2 separate regions of the Bicyclus anynana genome follow, and region 1 is linked to region 2. The links are chromatin contacts, called in public Hi-C maps. All regions are on one chromosome and are shown on one strand. The core of a region is the stretch at or near the end of the contact, and the rest is flanking DNA. Distances in the headings are between cores, read along the strand shown. Region 1 holds the start of LOC112050897 (serum response factor homolog). Region 2 holds the start of LOC112050903.

What was found. Hi-C and Micro-C count contacts between places; a contact is called where the count stands out from the background.
Region 1: a contact with region 2 is called in a Hi-C map of whole body, with 3 times the contacts expected there. The contact joins the promoter of LOC112050897 here to the promoter of LOC112050903 in region 2. A contact is called at or near these places in 2 of 2 Hi-C or Micro-C datasets (whole body and whole larva).

What each region holds. Positions count from the first base shown.
Region 1 is chr13:16,130,480-16,135,258 of ilBicAnyn1.1, reverse strand. LOC112050897 (serum response factor homolog) reads left to right here and starts at 2,080. Exons shown (of 6, transcript XM_052885041.1): 1 at 2,080-2,618. The coding sequence starts at 2,196.
Region 2 is chr13:15,793,802-15,798,439 of ilBicAnyn1.1, reverse strand. It overlaps LOC112050903, which reads left to right and starts at 2,333. Exons shown (of 5, transcript XM_024089315.2): 1 at 2,333-2,465.

The DNA of each region.
Region 1 (4,779 bases), core at 831-3,330, 340 kb before region 2:
TATTGGTCATGTTTCCATATCCCAACATAATTAAAGCGGTCCAGTCACGTACAATGGCTTATCATTAATTATTTATATTAAGCATTAAATTATTATACTATAATATGTCATAACTGAATAGGTAAAAGTTGAATTGTCATAATTATATTATCCCCATGTAACCGCATGCCGTCATACTGTATGGATGGTAAGAAAAATTAGAATGTTTCAGCGTGAATTTACGCATGATTCACTTTTGATAACAAGTAACAACACATCACACGGTCTGAATACACGTAGACCTAAGTACCTAGGTATTTTATTTGTGTACAGTCATCGTTTAAATGACCTATGTCAGCGCTCTCTTCTTGTATAAGAGGAGATTTGGATATTAGACACACCACGCTATAACAATCCGAGTTGGTGGGCTCAGGATGATCACCGACGATTAAATATGTTTGTTCTCCGAGCAAAAAGGCTGTGACAAAGAAAACATCTTTATTTTATAGTCGCCTCGAACAGGATACAAATAAATAAATTGATTGATTAATTGATACCTTATGGCCTAAACTGACATAAAGTCAAAAGCAGGGGCGTAGCATGTCTTGGAGGGGCCCAATGTCAAAATTAGTTGGGGGCCCAAAAGTAAAGATTTCTTCACAAAACAAAAATGCTTGTTTAAAATAAATGTGACATAACCAATAACCTATGTAGGACATTTCCAACTTTTCGAAACCCGGAAAAAAACAGATTCTTTTTTTACTTTTGTCATTTCTGGAGTGAAAACTCTATAGGCAGTTTTTTTTATAACAAATATTTTTTGGGAAGCACCAGACTAAGTAAGATTGTGGATTACATTTTACAAATTTTTGCTTTCAAAAATTGTAAAGCCCCTGGACAGTAAGTGGCCCCTTAGAGTCTAGGGGCCCCGTATTATTGATAAGGGTGACATGGCGGTAGCTACCCTGGTCAAAAGTCTAAATTCATTTATTTCAACTACGAATAGGCTTAGTTTACAAGCACTTTCGGATCTAGTACGTACATCAATCCAAACTACAATTTAAAAATTCTGTTAAATCCATAATTATATAGGTATTATAATGATTCAGGTAGGTAGGTAGGTACGTAGGACATTCATTCACTTAAATAAACCCCAAACGAGGTCAAAAACCTTTGATTTGTAATAAAATAGTCTCAAAATGGAAAAATGGCAAATTAATTGTCTCGGTGGGCGAACGACCGAAGGTTTCACTAGCAGATTTTCGCTAACAACGCCTTAAAACATCTCAAAAACGAAAATCGCGAATAAATTACCATTAGGTTTTCTAAGCTAATTCCCATCCTACGCCTGTGCGGTTTAGATAAACATGGGTGTTAATTCTTTATTTACTGTTATCTGTCTATGAAGTATGGAGAGACTTGTAAGTCGTAACAGTTATGTACTTTTAGCTATTGGTTTATACTTTAGTTTGATAGAGCCCTTTGAAACAGAATTGGAAGTCCAAGAAGAAAAGTTACCTCGTATCTACCCTAAAAGTTTCCATGTAGGATATATTTTAACCACTGCAAAAGTGTATAGCTACTTAAAATTGAAAAGCTATAAAATAAACTTTATTTGTAAGCTAGGTAGGTATCGTTTGTTTCTTTGACGAAGCAACCATGCTATTTACTATGTATTTATCTATAGAGGCATAATATGTTAGCGCATAAGTATGTAATGCACAATGAGGAACGTGACAAAGTTTTTAATTATTAGACGTGAAAATCGCCAGCTGCGAGTAGGAGGGATTTCAGTGGCCCCCATTTGACCGCCATTGCCATATTTGGCACGGCTCGAGTCTAAATATGGCTCGGGGCCAGCCCACCGCTCCGGCGCGCGCTCGCGCCGCGAGCTTCCGACTCTATTATTTCTATTTACGAAATAAACTCAAAATAAAAGCTCTATTTTAATACAGATTTCGGGCACTGAAACGTTCGCGGGTTCCCGGTTTCCTACGGATGTGTCGGGTTACGCCGCACCCGATATCTCCGTCCCTATCGCGCGGCGAGGGCGAGCGGCGCACGAGAGCGAGACGGCTAGAGGTCGAGGTGCGCGGGACGGAACCGCGCGAAGTCAGTCGCGGTCCGAGCGGCCGAGTCGTCAGTCCCGCCCTCGGTTCTTTCGCGTTTTCGGTCAGTCTCCGTTCGACGTTCGAACGGTGAGGTGTGTATAGCGCATGTGCGCACCGGTTACTGTGGCGTACTGCGAGGTTATAATGGACCCGCCCGGCGGAGCTCGGGAGCCCCGCTTCGGGTCGCCGTACGGTATGGGACTCCTTGGAGAGGTGCCGGACATGTACGGCGCGGGCCGGCCGCCGAGCGCGCTGGGGCTCCGGCCCGGCATGCAAGCCTGCCCGTCGCGCGGAGTCAAGCGCCCTGCCGAGCAGTGCTACGAGGAGCGGCCGCAGAGCCTGGGCCTGGAGCACTGCGCGCTGCCCGACATCGCCGACGACGGGTACGCCTCGCTGCAGCCCAAGAAGTCGCCGCCCTCCAACGGCAAGAAGACCAAGGGCCGCGTCAAGATCAAGATGGAGTACATTGACAACAAGCTGCGTCGTTACACCACCTTCTCCAAGCGGAAAACGGGCATTATGAAGAAGGTGGGTCAGAGACCACTTTTGGCAATATTCCATTTACGGGCCTACTGGAGCGCTGCCTCTAATACTGCCAATCTGTGAAAGTGCATTCTGTTACCCCTATCAGATTGGGGAGAGATGTACAATTTGTGATACATAGTTATAGCATTAAATAAAAAATAAAACTCTGTTTAGTGCGAGCAATCCCAGTGAGACTTGGAAAATGATAAAAACTTAAAATTCAACATTATTACAGAATCTAAAACAAAATTTATATAATCTATTTGTAATTCTACTATCATAATCACTATATTAATAAGAATATATGAAATTTAATCAAAATAATGTTACATTTCAATATGAGTATGCTGGACAGCGGTAAAACTTTATATTGAAATTTATTGTTTATACTTTGCTTAAATATTTGATTGGAACTATTCAATAAACTATAAACGAACCTCTGACACACATTCACATTCAAAAAAAATTGTAAAAATGGTTTACAGTTAACAAAATGATCATTGTTTACACTCAAAACAGTCAAACATTTCTAATGAAATACCCATTTAAAAACAATATTTTATACATTTTTGGTGAAATAAATAAGTAAATACAGTTACAAATATGCAAGGAATTTAGAGTTAAAGCTTAAAATAGGATTTAGTAGCTTTCAATTACAAATGTTAAAGATTTATTTTGACAGATGAGGTTATGTTGGCTTTGAGAGGTTACCAAATGGAATATTGCTAAAAGTGCCTTAAATATCATAATTTTATGTATAGACCAGTATATTTTCAGTACAAGGAAGTTGAAAATGTGTAAACCGAACGTTTATTACGTGTTTTTGTGAGCATATGTGATGAAAGTTTTGACAGATGTCAGCTGATATTTCGATCCATTATCGTAAGTAAACATTGAGATTAATTTTTCAAATTGTTAATGTTAATAGTTGTAATATAAAATATTCTCATATTAAATTAAAGTTATAACAAAACTGATAGTAGATAACTTGAGGAGATTTCAGTTTTAGAACGTTCAGAAGCAACTGTTGCAGTCAGTTTTTAAGATGGTTACATAGATGGCGCTAGTTGTATCAAAGTAAAGTGTAGTTTCGTATTTTAAACTAGGTAATTTATTTTATTTTTAAAGATTGGCTACACTAATAACTTATTAAACAATGAAAATTGAAAATCTTTATCTTTAGTTGATGCTTTTTATCTAACTACCTACTCGATTAATACAGATTTCCACTTTAAGCTGTCCTACTGTTTTTTGTCTCCATTTTATTATTGAAACAGCAGTAAGTAGTTTAAACTATTGTTTTTAAGAGTCACATCACATGTTTATTGGTTTTTACGGTGTTATATATAATTTTCAGGGTTAAAAACTAGCTTAATATTAGGTATGCTCCAAGGTCCAATTTAGGTATCTCAATACTAAATTTCATTCAAATCGGTTCAGCGATTTACCCATTAAAGGTAACAGACAGATAGGCTTACTCTTGCGTCTATACCTACTAATATTACCTATAAAGCTGAAGAGTTTGTTTGTTTGTTTGTATGTTTGTGTGTTTGGTTGAACGCGCTAATCCCAGGAACAACAAGTCCGATTTGAAAAATTCTTTCAGCAGTGTTAGATAGCCCATTTATCGAGGAAGTTTATATAATTATTATCCCCGTACCTATTCCTACGGGAACGGGAACCACGCGGGTGAAACCGCCCGGTGTTAGCTAGTTTACTATATTAATACCTATGGATTTTAATGAATAAGCATGTTTAAAATTTCGGCGGGAGTCAAAGTTTAGCTATGAGGTACTTATGTAAGTTTTACCTGTACTGTAAGTACTTATCTACAATTTTTTTTTCTAATTGTTTTTGGTCTTGATGGCGCCGGCGGTTGTATTTGGCCAATGGCCCCTGGCTGATTGTCAACATTTCTCATGAATTCATCCAAAAAACACGCTAGCTAAATGACAGAGATCGACAAAACGTAGAATGATTACTTTTATGTAAAAAAATATTGATAATTCTAATTTATTATGGAAATCATTACTTTATCAGTATGCTACAATATTTTACGACATTTTTAATTCGTCTTCAATTAGTCCTAAATGGAGACAAGCAAAGATCGTTGACCATACAGCCTGAGTTTCACGACATTTTTTGAAGACTTATGATAGGTTTG
Region 2 (4,638 bases), core at 1,084-3,583:
AATTAATTTCATTTATGCGGTGATAGCTCAGTGGATATGACCTCTGCCTCCGATTCCGGAGGGTGTAGGTTCGAATCCGGCCCGGGGCATGCATCTCCAACTTTCAGTGTGCATTTTAAGAAATTAAATATCACGTGTCTCAAACGGTGAAGGATAACATCGTGAGGAACCAGAGAATTTTCATAATTCTCTGCGTGTGTGAAGTCTGTCAATTAGTGTTGGGTAGGACATGACTTGAAAAAGAGTTTGTAAGTGTTGCCTCTTTTTTGTACCGAGGCAGTACAATGTCCCACTTCAAATGAGGCGAGGCGTACTGAAGCTTGGCACTACATTTGAATTTTGAAGTAACGAATACAAATGTCATATTTGAACTTTGTTTGAAGCAACGTGTACAAATGTCATGTTTGTACTAGTACAATTATATAGCTTAGTAATCATAGATTTACGATTCGGTACAAGTATTCTATGTTAGTAATAGTTTGTCTTACATACTGATATTAAATGCCAAACTTATTTTTAACCTATTTCATATATTTCAGTTTTTAAATTATTAAGTAATTTTTATTTTTATAAAATGTCAATTGAATAAATCCAAATTCAAAAAATAATATTTCTAAACGCATCGTATACTATTTCCGTCGCGTTAAGGGATATAGTACAAAATTATATGACAGGACCACAGAATGACGTCCCATTCGACTTTTGTACTAGTGTCTCGCTTTCTCTCGCGTACGAGTAAAGCAACTACCGCGACAGAAAATGTGAAGTAGTACATTTTTAAATGTTGAGCCGCTCTTACATTGTGACGTCATGTACGGGACAAATGTCCTGCCTCTTGTATGTCCTACTCAACGCTACTGTCAATCCACATTGGGCCAGCGTGGTGGACTGAGGCCTAACATCTCTAGGCATCTAATTGTTAGAGGAGACTCGAGCTTAGCAGTGAGCCAAATATGGGTTGATAACAAATTAATTTATTATTTCTAAATAAATAGCTGATTATAATTTTAAAATTATTAGTAATACTGAAATATTAAACGACATTTTATATTTTTAAATAAATAGCTTTAAAATCTTAATTTTAAAATTATTAGTAATACTGGAATGTTAAATGACATTTTATTATTACTGTATTTTGTTTCGTCCGTCTCAGCTATTTCTACTGGTTGAGTTTATTTACAGTTTACAGACACCTACTTATAAATTAATAACAATTGAAAAGCCACACATTTTTCCAATTCAAGTCATAGCCAACAGACCTTATTCAGGAAAAAAATCTTACATAAAAAAAAACGAAAGCGGGAGTTGGACTCGTGTGCAGAGGATTCCGTATGATGAATATATAATCAGCTATTGACGTTAAACAATCATATTTTTCTAATTTACTTTAACTTGTAATTTATAGTAAACACAAGATTAGTATTGTATCTAGTTGACAAACCTGTACAACAAACATTTCAAGCAAAATGTGACAAGAATCCCGATGCAGAGTGCTTTTTAAATGATTTAATTATTGTTATATTTGTAAACACAAACACACAAACAGGAGGGGTTTTGATATTATTTAAAGATTTAGACCGATGTCTCTAACGTAATTTATACTAATAGAAAACTATAGAAATTACACTTTTACTTTAAAAAATATTCCGGATTTTCGATATAGCTTGACGGGGATATTTAGTATTTAATAAAGCCTAACGTGTAACGTTGGTAAGTAGGTATATGTCTAGGCTTCATTTTTTTTTCATTATCAACCAATATTCGGCTCTAGTCTCCTCTCAGAATGAGAGGGGTTAGGCCAATAGTCCACCACGCTGGCCCAATGCGGATTGGCAGACTTACCACACGCAGAGAATTAAGATAATTCTCTGGTATGCAGGTTTCCTCACGATGTTTTCCTTCACCGGTTGAGACACATGATATTTAATTTTTTGAAATGCACATAACTAAAAAGTTAGAGGTGCATGCCCTGGACCGGATTCGAACCCACACCCTCCGGAAACGGAGGCAGAGGTCATATCCACTGGGCTATCACAGCTCGCATAAATGGTTAGACTTATCGGATTGGATTGCTCACAATTAACTGTGGCGCGTGCGGAACCCTAAAAAGAAAAAAACGCCCGGCCACACTCGCACCAAAACCGATACGGATTTACCACTTCTCACCCATTACCATGCGGGCGATAAAAACTACCAACGTATAAGGGCACGTAAACACTATCCATTTGCGAGCGTTATGTAATATAACGGACGGCCCGAGCTCTCCTTTTGGGGAGGTTCGGACCAAAAAAGTGTATCCCTGTACTTAAGAGAGGGTCTTTACTCCGCTTACGGCGGTGACTCGCGTAGGTACGCTAAATAAGACATTGTGAGCCGGGTGTTGCTTATGGATAGGGGCCAAAACTATGGTGCTACTCGAGTATGGAGATGCACGTGGTGTCTGCCGAGGGGTTTCCTCGATGGAGGTGAGTCAGGTGCAATTGCTGTGTTTTTATGGTCGCACCATGTTTGAGGGCTTGTTTTTTTTCCCACATCTATATTGGATAATTGACTTCGACGGACTATTCTTTCGTCATTACGAAGGCTATTTACAAACTTATATTTAACTCGTTCAATGAGTTAGGAAATCTAAAAGATTGAAAGCAGGACTTTTGTTTTGTGCGGAATCCAAAAATGTGGGTCTCCATAAACACTTAAACTTTGATTCAATGGTGTAATAAAACAAAATAAAGGTCCATTAGGCCTTTAGCACACAGTAGTAAAATAAAATCTACCCCTTGCGTTTTGAGTATGATGTAATTTACGGACTTTTTTAGTTTTTCACGGCCTCCGTGGCGCAGTGGTATGCGCGGTGGAGTTACAAGACAAAGGTCCTGGGTTCGATCCCCGGCTAGGCCGACTGAGGTTTTCTTAATTGGTCCAGGTCTGGCTGGTGGGAGACATCGGCCGTGGCTAGTTACCACCCTACCGACAAAGACGTACCGCCGAGCGATTTCGCGTTCCGGTACGATGTCGTGTACCGAAAGGAGTGTGGATTTTATCCTACTTCTAACAAGTTAGTCCGCTTCCATCTTAGATTGCATCATCACTTATCATCAGGTGAGATTGTAGTCAAGGGCTAACTTGTAGAGAATAAAAAAAAGAACTCTTGGGGTGTCCACAGCAAAAAGTGAGCTTTGACAATGTTTACTCATATAGATGAGCAAATCGTAGACCGCCTATTAATAGGCAATAGGCTGACCCATTACCCCAAATCGCTAAGGCTTATTCTTTGATATACAATATGGTCAGCTCTTAGGTCATCTAATGCATGTTAAAGTTTGATTAGTATTCAATACGAATATGTATCTAATATGATAAAATTGGGTTCTTCAGATATCTTTACTTAATATTATAAAGCTGAAGAGTTTGTTTGTTTAATTGAACGCGCTAGTCTCAGCAACTACTGGTCCGATTTGAAAAATTCTTTCAGTTTTAGATAGCCCATTTATCGAGGAAGGCTATAGGCTATATATTATCCCCATATTCCTACGGAAACGGGAACCTTATCGAGGAAGGCTATATATTATCCCCATATTCCTACGGAAACAGGAACCACGCGGGTGAAACCGCGCGGCGTCAGCTAGTGCATTATATTGGTTACATTATGAATCTGATTCGAATCTACGTGAACTTACAAGCCATTTTGTAAATTTGAATTTGAAAAGCGACGCAAATTTAACACAATTTGTAAGTTTGCCGACTGCGAACTTGTCCAGATAATGTGTTTGTGTGCAAACTGTGATTTGTGACTGTTGGAGATTCAATTATGAAAGTTGCGAAGTGTACTTTGTGCAACATCAAACCGGGAACTATTTTTTATTTTTTTTTTATTCTTTACAATTAGCCCTTGACTACAATCTCACCTGATGGTAAGTGATGATGCAGTCTAAGATGGAAGCTTGCTAACTTGTTAGGAGGAGGATGAAAATCCACACCCCTTTCGGTTTCTACACGACATCGTACCGGAACGCTAAATCGCTTGGCGGTACGTCTTTGTCGGTAGGGTGGTAACTAGCCACGGCCGAAGCCTCTTACCAGCCAGACCTGGACCAATTAAGAAAACCTCAATCGACCCAGCCGGGGATCGAACCCAGGACCTCCGTCTTGTAAATCCACCGCGCATACCACTGCGCCACGGAGGCCGTCAAAAAGTTGAATTGACTATTCTAAAAGACTATCATAAAAGACTAGACTACTCTTCCTAGTCCTTTAGGACTAGTTGGAGGGGAATGGGAGCATTGGTCGTATATAAAAGATATGGCAAATATACATTGACCTCTTATTTAAAGGACACACAATCATGTAGAAAATTTCATTTAAAAATTGGGCAATTTTGCTTTGACAGTTTTAGAATTATTGGTAAAGAAAATTATACCTAAAGGCCATAATATAGTCCAATATTCAATAAAATCCCAATTCAGAGCAATTTCAACCTTAAGCACTGAGTTTAAGGTTGAATTTGCAAATGCGACTACTTGAATTGAGTGTCAAGAAGTTGTGTTTGGCACTCATTGAGTGGGGACGTTTTTTGGTCGCTGATTGTGCATCCACTTGTTAATAGGAGATCGATGCAAATATACCTTATAAAAGGTACGC